Linked DNA regions of Mus musculus: regions 1, 2, 3 and 5 are each linked to region 4. The links are chromatin contacts, called in public HiChIP or PLAC-seq and promoter capture Hi-C maps. All regions are on one chromosome and are shown on one strand. The core of a region is the stretch at or near the end of the contact, and the rest is flanking DNA. Distances in the headings are between cores, read along the strand shown.

What was found. Promoter capture Hi-C pulls out the DNA fragments that hold promoters and counts their contacts. HiChIP or PLAC-seq counts read pairs in DNA pulled down with a chosen protein or histone mark.
Region 1: a promoter capture Hi-C map of embryonic stem cells shows a contact between it and region 4, with 4 times the contacts expected there. The contact joins the promoter of Synj2 here to the promoter of Tmem242 in region 4. A contact is called at or near these places in 20 of 39 promoter capture datasets (the C10 cell line, the HPC-7 cell line, HPC-7-derived erythroid cells and 13 more), 2 of 15 datasets of contacts at CTCF or cohesin (large pre-B cells and pro-B cells), 4 of 484 Hi-C or Micro-C datasets (the G1E-ER4 cell line, the N1E-115 cell line, Sertoli cells and 1 more), 17 of 115 datasets of contacts at active chromatin or transcription factors (the 230-238 cell line, the NIH/3T3 cell line, bone marrow-derived macrophages and 12 more) and 5 of 9 other capture datasets (adipose tissue, embryonic stem cells, liver and 2 more).
Region 2: an H3K27ac HiChIP or PLAC-seq map of oligodendrocyte precursor cells shows a contact between it and region 4, with 8 times the contacts expected there. The contact joins the enhancer-like site here to the promoter of Tmem242 in region 4. A contact is called at or near these places in 14 of 39 promoter capture datasets (3T3-L1-derived adipocytes, the C10 cell line, the HPC-7 cell line and 9 more), 3 of 15 datasets of contacts at CTCF or cohesin (the NIH/3T3 cell line, large pre-B cells and pro-B cells), 6 of 484 Hi-C or Micro-C datasets (the 3T3-L1 cell line, B cells, bone marrow-derived macrophages and 2 more), 22 of 115 datasets of contacts at active chromatin or transcription factors (the 230-238 cell line, bone marrow-derived macrophages, craniofacial prominence and 15 more) and 5 of 9 other capture datasets (adipose tissue, embryonic stem cells, liver and 2 more).
Region 3: a contact with region 4 is called in a promoter capture Hi-C map of liver, with 4 times the contacts expected there. The contact joins the enhancer-like site here to the promoter of Tmem242 in region 4. A contact is called at or near these places in 5 of 39 promoter capture datasets (HPC-7-derived erythroid cells, embryonic stem cells, frontonasal cranial neural crest and 2 more), 3 of 15 datasets of contacts at CTCF or cohesin (the NIH/3T3 cell line, large pre-B cells and pro-B cells), 50 of 484 Hi-C or Micro-C datasets (the AML12 cell line, B cells, the C2C12 cell line and 34 more) and 19 of 115 datasets of contacts at active chromatin or transcription factors (the 230-238 cell line, the HPC-7 cell line, astrocytes and 15 more).
Region 5: a promoter capture Hi-C map of the HPC-7 cell line shows a contact between it and region 4, with 6 times the contacts expected there. The contact joins the enhancer-like site here to the promoter of Tmem242 in region 4. A contact is called at or near these places in 22 of 39 promoter capture datasets (the 3T3-L1 cell line, 3T3-L1-derived adipocytes, the C10 cell line and 13 more), 3 of 15 datasets of contacts at CTCF or cohesin (the NIH/3T3 cell line and large pre-B cells), 4 of 484 Hi-C or Micro-C datasets (the 3T3-L1 cell line, the HPC-7 cell line, bone marrow-derived macrophages and 1 more), 21 of 115 datasets of contacts at active chromatin or transcription factors (the 230-238 cell line, the HPC-7 cell line, bone marrow-derived macrophages and 17 more) and 3 of 9 other capture datasets (embryonic trunk, macrophages and pancreatic islet).

What each region holds. Positions count from the first base shown.
Region 1 is chr17:5,939,716-5,942,704 of GRCm38.p6, forward strand. Synj2 (synaptojanin 2) reads left to right here and starts at 1,565. Exons shown (of 27, transcript NM_001113353.2): 1 at 1,565-1,862. The coding sequence starts at 1,736.
Region 2 is chr17:5,703,540-5,706,422 of GRCm38.p6, forward strand. The region is part of intron 3 of Zdhhc14 (zinc finger, DHHC domain containing 14); the gene reads left to right. Among named protein-coding and RNA genes, the nearest start is that of Gm41519, 66 kb to the right of the region's middle. Within about 2 kb of position 1,327, at least 8 of the 459 cell types and tissues checked have an H3K27ac peak or open chromatin away from gene starts, as enhancers often do. A contact at or near this core is called in oligodendrocyte precursor cells, where this site is marked.
Region 3 is chr17:5,871,364-5,874,091 of GRCm38.p6, forward strand. All of the region lies in intron 1 of Snx9 (sorting nexin 9), which reads left to right. Among named protein-coding and RNA genes, the nearest start is that of Gm35474, 24 kb to the left of the region's middle. Within about 2 kb of position 1,293, at least 49 of the 459 cell types and tissues checked have an H3K27ac peak or open chromatin away from gene starts, as enhancers often do. A contact at or near this core is called in Sertoli cells, cerebellum, cerebral cortex and 3 more, where this site is marked.
Region 4 is chr17:5,438,766-5,441,665 of GRCm38.p6, forward strand. It overlaps Tmem242 (transmembrane protein 242), which reads right to left and starts at 1,495. Exons shown (of 4, transcript NM_027457.4): 1 at 1,368-1,495; 2 at 767-867. The coding sequence starts at 1,452.
Region 5 is chr17:5,778,454-5,781,274 of GRCm38.p6, forward strand. No RefSeq gene overlaps it. Among named protein-coding and RNA genes, the nearest start is that of Gm41519, 9.1 kb to the left of the region's middle. Within about 2 kb of position 1,483, at least 10 of the 459 cell types and tissues checked have an H3K27ac peak or open chromatin away from gene starts, as enhancers often do. A contact at or near this core is called in the HPC-7 cell line, where this site is marked.

The DNA of each region.
Region 1 (2,989 bases), core at 315-2,814, 500 kb after region 4:
GAGACTAAGGGAGAGTGGGGGGCGGGGGGGGGGGGGGGAGGAAGAGGGAAGGGGAAGGAGGAGAAGGGGTGGAGGGGGAGGAGGGGAGAGGAGCTGACTCTAGGACTTGAGACTAAGGCTTTCTAACAAATTCTTCATCTCCACTGGACCACCCAGGGCTGCTGTCACCCCTCTGGATGGAGCCGCTGTTTATTTTGTTTGGATACAGAAAAGGGAAGGTGGTTGAGGGTGACTTTGTTTCTATAAAGAATAAAATTTTGCCTGTCTCTGCCTCCCTAGTGCTAGGATTAAAGGTGCCGGCCACCCTGCCCAGCCGAGTTTGCTACACTTAATGTTACACGACTTGCATGGGGTGGTGATCTCTCCACTGTATAAAGAAGCTGTGGAGAACCAACCTCCGAAAGCCATGCGCCACTCTTGGTCTTAGCACAGCAGAATGGGGCGGGCGGGCGGCAGAGGAACCCAGCTGTTAGGGTGGCCTGCTGGAAACTTGCGGGTGAGGACCTCTAGAGGCATCACACTAGGAAAGGATGCTCCAAACGCGCCCAAAGGTGCTTCCAGTTCGACCTGGCTGCGTTCTCCCTTGGCTAGCAGACCAATCCTGACCAACCCGACCCAAGGACCAAGAGGCCTTGCCTCGAGTTGCTTGAAGGTTGCAGATCACAGAATACTCATCAATGCTGAGCAAGAACAGGCACTGAGATCCTCAGGTGGGGGTTCCTCACCTGTCACTCTGATAGGCGAGGCCATGTGCATCTCAGCGAGGTCAAGGTCATGTGGTAAAGGGGATAGCAGGGAATAGATGTCTCATCTCTCGGACACAACGCAACACCAGTTTGGGTCGCACAGTGAATTAAAGTCTTCGGTAGAAGGCAGCATTTAAAGAGTGTGTCAGGCACACACACACACACACACACACACACACACACACACACACACCACTCACAAGAACATACTCAATCACCACGGTAGTTTCAGAGTGAAGGCCACTTTGCGTTTCTGCAGTTCCATTCAGGGAGACTGAGGCACAGAACCCAATGGCCCCATCCGGGGTCTCAGGCGTGGGGGTGGGGTGGGCGTGGGAAGAAGTGCTGCGCCGGACAAGCGGTGGCGGCAGGGGTGGGGTGGGGGGTTGCCAGCCCTGCTCAGCCCTCAGCCCCCAGCTACCCATATAAGGCCGCGGGAATCCGGGCAGGGTCCGGGCTCCTGAGGCTCTCCGCGGCTGCAGCCTCCTCCGCGGCGAGGAATGTGTGGAATCTCCTTCGCCCGCAGCCGCCCCCAGCAGGGAGGACCGTCCCGGAGTACTGAGCCCTGGCGAGCTCAAGCCCACCGGGCGCAGTCTGGGTTCCCGCTGTGGCTCGCAGGTGCCTGCCTCGCCGCTTGGGGGAGCGCGGTCGTCGTCGGAGAGGCTGGGCGGCAGCGCCACCTCACCTGCTCGGGGCAGTGCGGCGGGGCCCGGGCGGAGGAGGAGGAGGGAGGGAGGGAGGGGGAGGAGGGGGTGGAGGAGAAAGGAGGAGGAGGAGGAGGCTGTCGTGGTGTTAGGGGAGGAGGAGGAGGAGGAGGAGGAGGAGGAGGAGGAGGAGGAGGAGGAGGAGGAGGAGGAGGAGGAGGAGGAGGAGGAGGAGGAGGAGGAGGAGGAGCCGTGGGCACTGGAGCCCGGCACAAAGTGAAACTCCTGGTAGCCGCACACCCTCGGGCGGGACCTGGTCCCCGCTCTCCTCTGCTCCCCGCGCCCATGGCTCTAAGCAAAGGGCTGCGGCTGCTGGCGCGGCTGGACCCCACTGGCCCGAGCAGCGTGCTGTTGGAGGCGCGGGGCCGCGGCGACTGCCTGCTCTTCGAGGCCGGCGCAGTGGCCACGCTGGGTGAGTGCCGCGCTCCCCGTGCTCCCCACTTGGGCAGCAACGCCGGGGAGGGAGGGAGGGCGGGAATTAGTGAAGGCGAGCGACTTCGCGGAGACCTGAGAACTAGGGGCGCTCGGTTCCCCGACAGGGAGGACCCCGGCGGCTTGGGGATGGCCAGGGGCGCTTGTCCGCGGGAGTACTGGGTGCGGGGGACACCAGAGAGCTGGCACATTTGGCTGGACTAAGCGTCGCGCTCGCCTGAGGGCGGGGATGTCTCGGGGGCGCTCTTCCTGGGGCTTGGGTGGCAGGCGTCTGTTCTTGGAGAGCCAACTGGCTCTGATTTCCGCTCCTGGTGCTCAGTGCCGAAACCTAGCATGTTCTGGACACTCTGAGGAGGGTGCCCTGAGGAGGAGTCCACCTAGTGCTCCCATGCTTGTGCACCTGTTGAATACACCAAAGCAGCATTGCCTTGCCTGAAGGGATGACACGTAGGCACCAAAACAGACTTTGAGAAACGTCGATGGCACCCTTCATTTGTCTCCTATAAATACTCCATCAGAAGCAGGAGTAGAAGCAAATATACTCTCTAGTGACTTTATCTTTATGCTGGGTGTTAGGTGAGGGCAAGCCATTGTATTTCATTGATTGACTTCAGAAATTGTGAGATCAGCATTGTGCTAAGGACTTTAGAGACAAAATCTTACACAACCTTTGCAGTTTTAGCTCGTAATAAAGATAAACAAACTGGGGCCTAAAGAGGCTAAGACACTTGCTCCAGGCAACACAGACTTGTGTGTGGCTATTTTGGTGATGTCATGCGGTGCATGCCTTCCTGGTAAGTCCAACTTCCGGATCCCTAGTTTTGTAATTGACATTTGCAAGAAGATCTAGGTAGCATAAAGCCAGCAGTCAGATAGGATCAGTAAGATTTTAATGATGAGCCTTGAAGGGCAGGTTTAAGACAGTGGGTGTCCAGTTGTCCATCCTCCTGGTGTTCCTAGCTAAACAGGATCACTTATATTTTAGGAGGTAAGAAATGCAAAGCACTCATTTGTAAAGTGTTTTATGACTCCTTTTCTCAGGTTTGGATGTGTCAGCTCAAGCTACGACATCCACATATTTGTGCGTACATACACCATGTCTTAAAG
Region 2 (2,883 bases), core at 77-2,576, 260 kb after region 4:
ATGCGGCAGAAGTCTGTCACTCAAGGGGATGTGCAGTGACTGTTCCTGTTTGAAGCGGGGTGGGCTGTGAAGTTCCGATGCTCCCGGGATCTAAGGTGACTTAGGTTTAGGACGATGACTTTGGGTGCCTGTGGCGGATGTTGTGAGGAACAAGACATTTTGAAAGGCTGACAGTAAGATAACTCGGTCAGTCTTATCTCCATTTCTCAGCCCGGAACAGGATGAAACCGGTGAGTGATCACCGTGTTTAGACAGGGTGGTCCTTGACTGGTCAACACGCCCACATGTTAGAGTCTGACCTCAGGTTCTAAGGCAGGGGAGACAGACAAAAGATAAAAGCAGAGACCCCAGGCTTTTGTTGTGGGAGTCAGGGGAGGGGGGAGAGGGAGCAAAAACGGCTTCTGAACGGCTGTTACAGTATGAGCTGCATCAATGCCGGCCTCCCCAGAACCTCCTTGTCCCTTCTCCTAGAGACACACATTCATTACCACTGGAGGACTGGAGTTAAAACAGATGACAAACCCAGACTGTTTGAAAAGACAAATGGATAGAATTAGGCCCGAGCGATGACTGGAAGGACCGTCACTGTCCATTAGTCAAACTCCTTTAAAACTCAGAGACCTAGCAACCTGACTGGTGAGGGGAAAGCTGGCTGGAGCCAGTGAGATCGCAGGGATGGGGAGGAGAGGACCACTTTAGAGTGGGCCACACAGCTGCCCAAGGTGATGCCATAAAGGCAGCAAGTCTACATTTACTAAGTGCTTTTATATTGAAGGGATTCAGTTGTAGTTTTGGGGGGTTTTGTTTTGTTTTGTTTTGTTTCGGTTTTTGTTTAAGAAATGGGTTTAAAAGGCAAAGAATCTTGGTTTATAAGATACTGGAGAGATGTCAAGATGGTAAATCCCATGCAGGCAGTGATAAGATGTGGTGACTTTTGGCATTTACATTTCCATCCCAAAGATATCACTAAATGCCTTTGGAAGTGAAGACGTTGCGTCCCATCAGAAACCCTGTAATAATTCTGTAAAGCTATCTATTAATTCATAGGATTTTATTTTCCAACAAGTTAGATGGGATGCATTTGGGGAAGGGGGCTGAGAAAAGAAGGTACGGGAAGAAGCCCCCTTCCCGAGACTTGCATGGTTGGCATCAGACCCCACTCCCACTCAAGCTCCACAGACACAGCTATAATGTGCACCAGCAGCTCTGTCACATTCCCATGGCTGCATTAAAAGTCTGCACTTTCCCCGGGTTCCCTGGCTGAGAACAAGGCTCCCTTTCTCAATGGAGGGTAGAGGCCTCTAGATATGGGCTAGTGTTTACTGCTGAAAGAATCACGCTGCCCCGGTACAGCAGTGAGCCTTGCATCCTCGCTCCTGGCTCACTGGACCTACAGCCCACATGACCCTTGAAATGGCACAGCCAAACAGCTGTTTCAGAAGAGACAAACTAGCTACTTGGCACCTTGACCAGCAGAGAACTGCTATCAGAGACAGCCCTGGAAAGAGGCTCAGAATTTGGATACGCACCGGGTCCTATGGCCACTTTCCCCAACTGTAAAATGGAACAATAATATTGAGCCCTAAAAGCACTGAGTCTAGCAACGTTAGATAGTAAGAGAACTAAATGGTAAGAACCAGACTGGAAAGATGGCTCCATTGGTAAAGTGCTTGCCTGGTAGGCAGGAGGACTAAGTTGGGTTCGTGGCATGTATGTAAAAATGGTAGACTATGTTGGTACCAATTTGTCTTAGTCAGGGTTTCTATTCCTGCACAAACCTCATGACCAAGAAGCAAGTTGGGGAAGAAAGGGTTTATTCGGCTTACATTTCCATACTGCTGTTGATCACCAAAGGATGCAGGACTGGAACTCAAGCAGGTCAGGAAGCAGGAGCTGATGCAGAGGCCATGGAGGGATGTTCTTTACTGGCTTGCTTCCCCTGGCTTGCTCAGCCTGCTTTCTTGTAGAACCCAAGACTACCAGCCCAGAGATGGTCCCACCCACAAGGGGCCTTTCCCCCTTGATTGCTAATTGAGAAAATGCCTTACAGTTGGATCTCGTGGAGGCATTTCCCCAACTGAAGCTCCTTTCTCTGTGATAACTCCAGCTGCGTCAAGTTGACACCCAGAACCCACCAGTACAATTGACCCCTTGTCAACTTGACACAAACACATCACTAATAAGCCTCAACCCTTAGCTCTTATTCATCCCCAAGCAAGATCTTAAATAACTTTAAAAGTCCCACAGTCTTTACTATTAAAATTTCAATCCTTTAAAAACATCCAATATCTTTTAAAATCCAAAGTCTTTTTACAATTAAAAGTCTCTTAACTGTGGGATCCACTAAAATACTTTCTTCCTTCAAGAGGGAAAAATATCAGGGCACAGTCACAATCAAATGCAAAAATTAAACTCCAACTGTCCAATGTCTGGGATCGAACTCATGATCTTCTGGGCTCCTCCACAGGCTTGGGTCACTTCTCTAGCCATGCCCTTTGTAGCACACACCTTGTCTTCTAGGCTCCAGATGCCTGTACTCCACTGCTGCTGCTGTTCTTGGTAGTCATCTCATGGTACCGGCATCTCCAAAACGCTGCTGTCTTTCACTGTAACTAGGCTTCAACAATAGCCTCTCATAGGCTCTCTTCATGGTGCCAAGCCTCAACTCCTTTGCATGACCCCTTCAGTCCTGGGCCATCAATAGCAACTGAGGCTGCACCTTCACCAATGCCTTCCATGGCCTCTCACAGTGCCGAGCCTCAGCTGCTCTTCATGACCCCTTCATACCTTCAAAACCAGTACCATCTGGGTAACTCTTATACATTACCAAGTCCTGCTCCAGCATGAGGTACAACTTTGGCTATCTCTGGAACACAGCCTCTG
Region 3 (2,728 bases), core at 43-2,542, 430 kb after region 4:
ACTCAGAGATCTACCTGCCTCGGCCTCGGCCTCAGTCTCAGTTAGTATTAAAGGCATGCGTCACCACATCTAGTTTGTCTTCTTTTAAAAAAAAAAATAGCTCCCAGAGTTATTATTTTTTGTCAATATTACTGATTTGTGTTTTTGAGATACCTGGCTGTGTAGCCCAGGCTGGCCTGGGCCTCGGGTTCCTTCTTCCTTACTTCCTGACCTCCTGATTGCTGGGTTACAGCCCTCACTACTGGGCCTGGTTATCATCTTTGAGTGAATAAACATTTTATTTTAAAAAAACTACAACAACAACAACAACAGAGCAATGAAATACCCGGGGTAAAGTCAAACCTTTTCTTTGCTTGGCCCTCACCAAGGTATTTTATGTGAGTCCTTCTAGCTGTTTCTGAAACACATTGATACTCAAATAGACACATGACTTTTTCTCTAGGATGTATGTGGTTAATGCGTTTTTGTGAGGGCACGCTTGTCCGTGTGCTAAGAGGCCCAGACTGGATGTGAGTGAGGTGTGTCTCCTTACTGCTATGCACCTTGTTTTTGAGGCTGGATCTCTGTGAACCTGGGGCCCCCATCTAAGCTAGTCTGGTTGGCTAGTGAATCCTTGGGACGCACCTGTCCCCACCTCCTCAGTGCTGGGCTTACAGGTGCACACACTACACTCAGCTCTTAGGGGCAAGCACACTCACTCCCCAGTTCTCCCTGGCTCTTCCCAAGCTCTGAGCACCTGCTTTTCATAAATGGCGTCATACTTTTGACCTGTGGTTCATCTTCATTTAAGGCTTATTAAAATTGTGATTTGAGTCCTTCATCTTTAGCAGGTTCGTTTTTAAAGATGTATTTTATTTCAAATTCTGTGTGTATGTGCACATGGCTGCATGTGACATGGAGTGACAAGCCCTTGTGAGGCACTTGCTGCGTGATTGAGACTCAATGCAGTTCCTCTCCAGAGCAATGGACACTCTCAACTACTGAGCTGTCTTTCTAGACTCCAACATTTTAGAACACTTTTAATTTTATTTTTTGTATATTAATTTTTCCCTTCATGGTTGGATGTTTCTAAAGAGCCCAGTACTTGGAGAAGGGTGTATAGCTTAATGTCGTCAGCAAACTCGTACAGATAGGCTCCTGCAGTCTCCGTCCTCCTGTGGTTCTAATCTCTGTGTCTCTCACTCCATGGAATGTGCTTCAGTGTGGGGCTTTCTGCTCAGATTCCTTCCCTAGCCACTGGACCAGAATGCGCTTGCCTGCCCCGAGGCTGCTCTAGGCTCACCCCATCGTTGGAGCAGTGGATTGCAGTGCCAGAGCGTACGCTTTCTTTACTGTGCTGTCCTCCCCTGTGGGTGGACACACTGCACCGGCTCTCCAGCTGCTGGCACAGCGCCATAGCCTAGGTCGGCTCAGCTTGTTTCCGCTCAGAGTTGGAGACGTTTCTATCTCTGTGAGGAGCATAAGGCATGAGCTATGCGGGATATTTTGATAGATTCCTTTTTGAGTGAAAATTTTTAAAAGCACCCTTGAGATTAGGCTTTTTTAAAAATGTAAGTGGAACTGTTGGAGTACTCAGAATAAATTGTATAGGAAAAGGTGGAATGGTTCATGTACTGGCTAGTTTTGTGTCAACTTGACACAGCTGGGGTTATCACAGAGAAAGGAGCTTCAGTTGAGGAAATGCCTCCATGAGATCCAACTGTAAGGCATTTTCTCAATTAGTGATCAAGGGGGAAAGGCCCCTTGTGGGTGGGACCATCTCTGGGCTGGTAGTCTTGGGTTCTATAAGAGAGCACACTGAGCAAGGCAGGGGAAGCAAGCCAGTAAGTAACATCCCTCCATGGCCTCTGCATCAGCTCCTGCTTCCTGACCTGCTTGAGTTCCAGTCCTGACTTCCTTTGGTGATGAACAGCAGGGTGGAAGTGTAAGCCGAATAAACCCTTTCCTCCCCAACTTGCTTCTTGGTCATGATGTTTGTGCAGGAATAGAAAGCCTGACTAAGACAGTACCTGCCAGAGATCATTAGCAGAAGACAAGAGACCAATAGCTGAGACTTCTTCTATGGCATGCCTGATATGAAGCTGTCTCTGAACCTAATGGGAACCACTGAAAGCTGTACTAAGCTTGTATCAAGGAGTTGGATGAAAATGTTTGAACTATTTCACACGGTCCCTGGACATGGATTATTGTTTGAGGGCTTATAGAGTGCTAAAAATGAAGTTTGCCTTCGCTTGTTTGTTACCATGGTTTGTTCCAGTGTGTGCATGTGGGACAAATTCATTTATAATTTCTTCACAAAAAAAAAAGTGTCCTTGGGAGTTTGCACTGGAGTGTGCTGACAGACACAGGGAGACTCCATGGGCCCTGTCTGTAGGAGTGTGCTGTGGCTGCTGCTTCTGCTGTGTTTCCTGTCTCACCTTGCTAACAGATTTCCCCAAATAATTTACAGAGAAATTACTTTTTTGTAAGTTTTTAAATGTTTTTTTTTAAGTTTCATGTTCTCATATATATTTTCTAAGTGTTTTACTTTGTGTGTATGTGTGTGTGTGTGTGTCTGTCTGTGGTGGTAGTGTATGTATAGAACCCAGAGCCTAAAGCAGTTGGTTCTCTTCTTACACCACATATGTCTAAGGATTGAGCTGGGCAGCCAGTACCTTTGCCTACAGGTCCATATCTCCACCCCTGTTCCCACACAGTTTTAAGAAATTAAGTTCCCAGCGAACTTGCC
Region 4 (2,900 bases), core at 245-2,744:
TGTCTCTCACAGCAGACATTTAAATTCCCGAGGGAAAGACATGTTTATTTTTGTACCCTATCCACCTTAATCATAGAGTGCCTGAAACATAAAGGATCCCAAGTAAACACTTACTGAGGCGAACAGTAAGTCAGCAATATGGGTGGGAGGGGAAAAGACAAGACATTATAAGCAACTACAATACACATCAAGAAATTCCCCACCAACCAGGGAAAGCAGGCACACGACAAACAGCAAATGTACAATCCTGCTAACAGAATAATGATCTTCTGTCTCTAGTGGATATAGTTAGTCACCCAACACTTTATGAGCACCTACTGTGTGCCAGGCACTTTATAGCGACTGCGGCCCTTGCATTAAAACACAAAAACAAAGTTTTCACTCATTCTAAAAAAATGTTAAAATTTTAACATCTATGAAATAAATATACTTCTTGCAACCAGCACCAATAGTTTAAGTGATATTGCTTTTCTTTCAAAGCAAGGTCTCTTATTATCAATACTAAATTACTTATTCATGCTGTAGGGAAAACAATGTTTCCAAAGTTTTGCTCAGTTATTCTTCAAAGCCTCATTCTGTTAATTTTTAAGGAAGCACACGGAAAAAAAAATCAAGACTGACAACTAGTATACTTCTTAAACCCATGAGGGTTTGTGGGTGTATTTTCAAAACCATGTGAATGAAGGTCACTATTTTTTCCTATGCAAAAAGCTGTCCTTTGTTAAAAACAATAGCAATGCTATGAATGGATTTCAGAGTCACAAACCTTATTGAACCACTCAGGGCTTTTCTTTTTAGCTAATGATAATGTTGTAACAAATCCAGCTAGCATTCCCGCTGCGGCTGCAGAACCAAGGAAAATTCCACCTGCCAAGAATTGAGAGAAGGGATTAAAAATAAAACTTAAATTAAAGAGAATTGCACAACGAAGTATCAGAAACTTTCAGGATTACATTCAAAACTCGAAACATCATGGCTAGGCGGCTCTTGTGAAGTGGGTCTGAGAAACCTGCGTGATCTCACGACCTCGGGTTTCTGGTTCAAGGGTACGCTCTGAAGCTCAGTTCTTCAGGGCTGAGAATGGGTTTTTTTCCCTTCTCTCTGTCCTCAAGGACAGCAGCGCGAAGTTTTTCCACGGGAAGAAGAGATCGTGGCAATCAGAAAAGGGCAGGGCACAAGAAAAACTATAGATAAGGATGGGTAAATACAGTATGGACTGGAGAGTAGATGGCAGGATTTACCCGCCCCTGCCCAAGGAGACTTCACCTGGTGAGTGACATATGGGCCCCACTGGCTGAGTTCAGAATAAGGGCTCTCAGAAAAGAATGTGTTCCGGAACATCACATCCCAGCTCAGAGCAAGCATACCTTTAACCAGAAACAACCGATCGTCCGGAGACCCTGGAGCTTCTAATTCAGAGGACTCCCCGGGCCCAGGACCCGAGGTCTCCATTTTAAAGTCTCCTACTCTACTGTTTCCGTTACCAAAGAGGCCCGAGTGGAAGCTCAAGGGAGAGAGAAGAAAGGTTCCGCGGCTGCCTTCCCTGTGCAACCTGAAGAAAGGTCCGGGTTTCCCACTTTCCCCGCTTAACACTCTTGCAGTGAGAGAAGACAGAAAGGCTGCTCTCTGTCCCAGCCCAGAGCCGAGGGCGGCGCCCCACAAGACGGCCCTCCTGGGAGGATCACTCGCCTTCTTGCAAGGTGATGATCTGTTGGACTTTAGTAAGGTTTTGGGTTTTTTTTTTTTTGGTTTTGTTTTGTTTTCCCTACTTGGAAGAATACTCAGTTCCGACTCTAGGAGGCAGTGAGAGGTCGCAAATGGAGCCGGGAGCCCATCTGCCTGGCTTGGATCCTGGAGCTGTTTACCACTCCAGATACACTTGCACTGCTTCTAAGGATTTGGTCCGCACTAACAGACCACGATTCTAAAAAGCAAGCCTCAATATTTTCCCCGCTTCTTTCTGAGAAATTTCGAAATAGTTATTTCAGGGTTAAGTGACATGCCCAATTCTGGAAGAGAAACATCTCACCAGCTTCGAAGCACACGCCCTTCCCAAGATCTGATTTGCCCGCCCCCAGTGGACGCGCTGGGCTGGCTAAATGATTGAATGAACTGAGCCAATCTAGAGAGCAGAGTACAGAGGCCCTCTCTCAAAGCTTATTAACACGGGCTCCAAGGCTGCCCCGGACTTGCTGGGATCCTTAGCAGCCTGCAAGCAGGCCTGGGAGGACGATGTGCCAGGGTCTACGGACAGAGTAAATGGCTATTGAGGGAAGAGTAGTGGGAAGTAGCCAACGTTTTCAGCCTCTCAAAGGGAGACCTAAGACATATGGCATCATCTTTTAAAATGAAGCCAGTTCTTTAGCCTCTAGCCTTTTTCTGAGCACTTTAAGGGCATGGGCATCTTGAGGGTGGAGATTGTTATCTATACTCATTTGATATTCCCCAGCTCTCAGTGTATTACCTGGTCATGTATAATAAATGCCTGTCCGAGGGACGGGTAAATGAAAGCATTAGTTTTTGCAGCAGTTAAATGCATTTATTAGCTCAGACCTGCGTTCAGGTCGTAAAGCACTTCTTATTTGTGTGAACTTGGTGTTTGCCATATAGCCTCTCGTTACCTCGTTCCCCTCAATTATTAACTATGGAAACAGTACCTCACAGGATTTTTGAATGAAGAGGTGCGTGTGTGTGTGTGTGTGTGTGTGTGTGTGTGTGTGTGTTGTACATCCCTCTTGACCACTTGAAAAGCTGATACAAGAGGATAAATTCAAATCTAACCTAGGTAACAAGACCCAGTTTCAATCTTTTAAAAGTTATGAGTGTGATGGAGTTAGCATAGTGTCTGGCACACATAATATGCGTTTTAATTGCTGTTATCATTGATTCTAGTAGTTTTT
Region 5 (2,821 bases), core at 233-2,732, 340 kb after region 4:
CACAATGTCCCCAGGTGTGGCTTGGCATAATAGAGAGGTAGTCAGTGATAAGACTCCCTGGGCATGTCACCAACCTAAGACAGGGGTCAAACCAATGCTGTTTGTCTCCCAAGGACGGGTAAGGGGCATTGCTGCAGGGGGCAATCTAAGACATTCTCTCTGCCAAAAAAGAAAAAAGTGGGAGATGTGAGGAGCAGGTGTGGCAGCAGTCCCAAAGGCGCCAGGGACTGCAGCTAAGTCTTATGGCTTGCACCTGACTTCCTCATACACCTGAATATAAGCCACAAACATCATGAGAGCTGCGCAGGTGTACCAGGATCCCGGTGAATTAGCTGAAGCTGCGTGCCTGGTGAAGTGGCGTGGCCTGCTGTGCGTGGATGGGAACTGAGAGTATAAAAGAGTGAGAGGCCCAGGGTTCGGGGGAGATATAAACAAGAAGAAACAGGACTGAATAAACTGCTGTTAGAAGGACTGGTGGTCGTGTCATTCTTGCTGGTCGAGAGCGGACGCGACAGCCCTGTCTACTAGGAATTTCTATGGAGGCTCCATATAGGTATGACTAATTGAATCATCAGTGATTAGGTCAGTGTCCAGCCCTTCTCCCCTTCCCACAGATGGGCTGAAAGTCACACTCTCTTGTCAAGTGGTCTCTCTGGGGCCCAGTCCTACCCTGAAGCTCAGCCATGAGTCAGCTCCTTAGCATGCTTAAAGAACTCCAACCACTCAGAAGAGTGATGTTTTTAGGACTCTATGTTAGGAGCATGAGGCAAAGACACAAGTGCACATTATATTATCATACTTGGGGACAAGTGCAGATGTGCCACCTGTTCATTATAGCTCAGTGGACACAGCCTTTCTTTATCATGAGAGGCCTTCAGCTGAGTCACAAGATGTCAACACACATTAGGTCCCAACATTTGTCATCAGTGGTGCCTGTCTAAGAGCAGCAATGGACCTATCAAATCACAGGAGCCAAAAAGCAAACAAAAATAGGACATGTTGATATCACGCTATGGATGGACAGCTTCATGGGGACTGCATCAATCATTTATTCACAGTATGCATGGCATCTTATAAATAGTACATGTGTAATATGTATTTGCTGGAAAAGTAACGTTGACTTATGGAAAAACAGTCATCAGTCATCCCACAGCAAAATATTAGCATATTTGACACTTTCCCCCAGGATTCAGGGTCCCAACAACTCTCCTGCAAAATAGCCCAAGTTGAAATGACTTGGCTCTGCACCTGCCACCTCTGTAGTCAGCAGTGTGTGTGTGTGTGTGTGTGTGTGTGTGTGTGTGTGTAGGAAACAGCACAGTTTAACCAGAAAGCATACTGTGCCCATGAAGCTCTGCCTTTAAACCTTTCATTGCCCTGGTGCCAGCGTGAACTCATAGGACTGGATATTTACATTTCAGAGGACAGAGGCCAAATGCCCTGTCCACACACCCCTGACTTGCTTCCTCTTCTTGGTTCTCTACAGAGTCTCTACCATGTCCTTTGGAGGCTGACTCAGCACAATTCAATGACCTGGCATCCAGGGACCCCTGAGAGAATGTTGAACAATTTGGAAAAGGGACCATTGGAGCTGGGTCAGAGGTCCTGGATCTTGTGTTAGCTGTGTGGCCTTGCAAATGTTACTCAACTTCTCTGAGCTTCAGCTTAAAAATAGAGATAATAGTGTCTACTTTATAAGGTCACTATGAACTTGGGTTTCTTTACTTAGACTCATAGCACACCAGACTCAGCACAAGTCCTCTCCTTGTCTTCTTATGTACGTCTCCTCAGAGTTCCTGGGGTGAATCCCCTCTTCATTCTGTCCTGAGTTCAGCTACCTGCTGATTTACATCCATCTCATCACCCTTCCAACCTGAATCTCTCACGCCTCCATTTCCCAGAATTCTCTCTATCCCTGCTGGATGTCCCACCTCCTATTTCCTGCCTTGGCTCATTGGCCATAAGCTTTTTTTATTGGCAGGTGTTGCTTGTAAAACAGTCTCTCTACATCCTGCCAAACTGTGGCTTGGATTATTAGAGTCAGCCCAACTGGCTCTGTCCTTCCAAATGACTTCATGTCCAAGGAAAAGTGGGTTTTCCAGAAGAGCAATAGTAGACCTCTGTCTTCTCCTCTCCCTACACTTTCTGTGCAGCTGGTGCCGCTGGGGCTCTAATGATGGTCTCTTGGGGATCTAACACTGTGTGTCTCCTGTCTCCAGCCTCCCCATCTCTAGCAGTAGCAGGACTGAAATATCTGCTGCTGTCTGCTATTGCAAAACTAGAGCAGAAAACACAGTGCAGAAGAAAAAGCAGGAAAGAGAAAAGGCACCACAGGCACAGGGCCATGGGGAGGACGCCTGGCATGGGAGATGGGGTGGAGCCACTTGAGAGGACAGTGGGAAGTCAGGCACAGGAGACAAAGGCATCTGTGGTCAGCACTCGGCTCATTCTGACTGGCCAGAGAAAAGATTCTGTTGCAGTCAAGTTCATGCAGAAGTGTAGTCAGATGAGAGTGATTAGCTGTTCTTTTTCAAAAGGACAAATGGAGGGCAAAGCAAAATGTAATGAGAGAAGAAAAGATGAGGACCTCTTACACGCGTTCTCGCGACCGGCCAGGAAGAACACAACAAACCGGAATCTTCTGTGGCAAAGCTTTATTGCTTACATCTTCAGGAGCAAGAGAGCAAGAGCCAGAGCAAGAGAAGAAGAGAGAGAATGGCGTAACCCCGTCCCTTTTAAGGAGAATTATCCTCCGCCTAGGACGTGTCACTCCCTGATTGGCTGCAGCCCATCGGCCGAGTTGTCGTCACGGGGAAGGCAG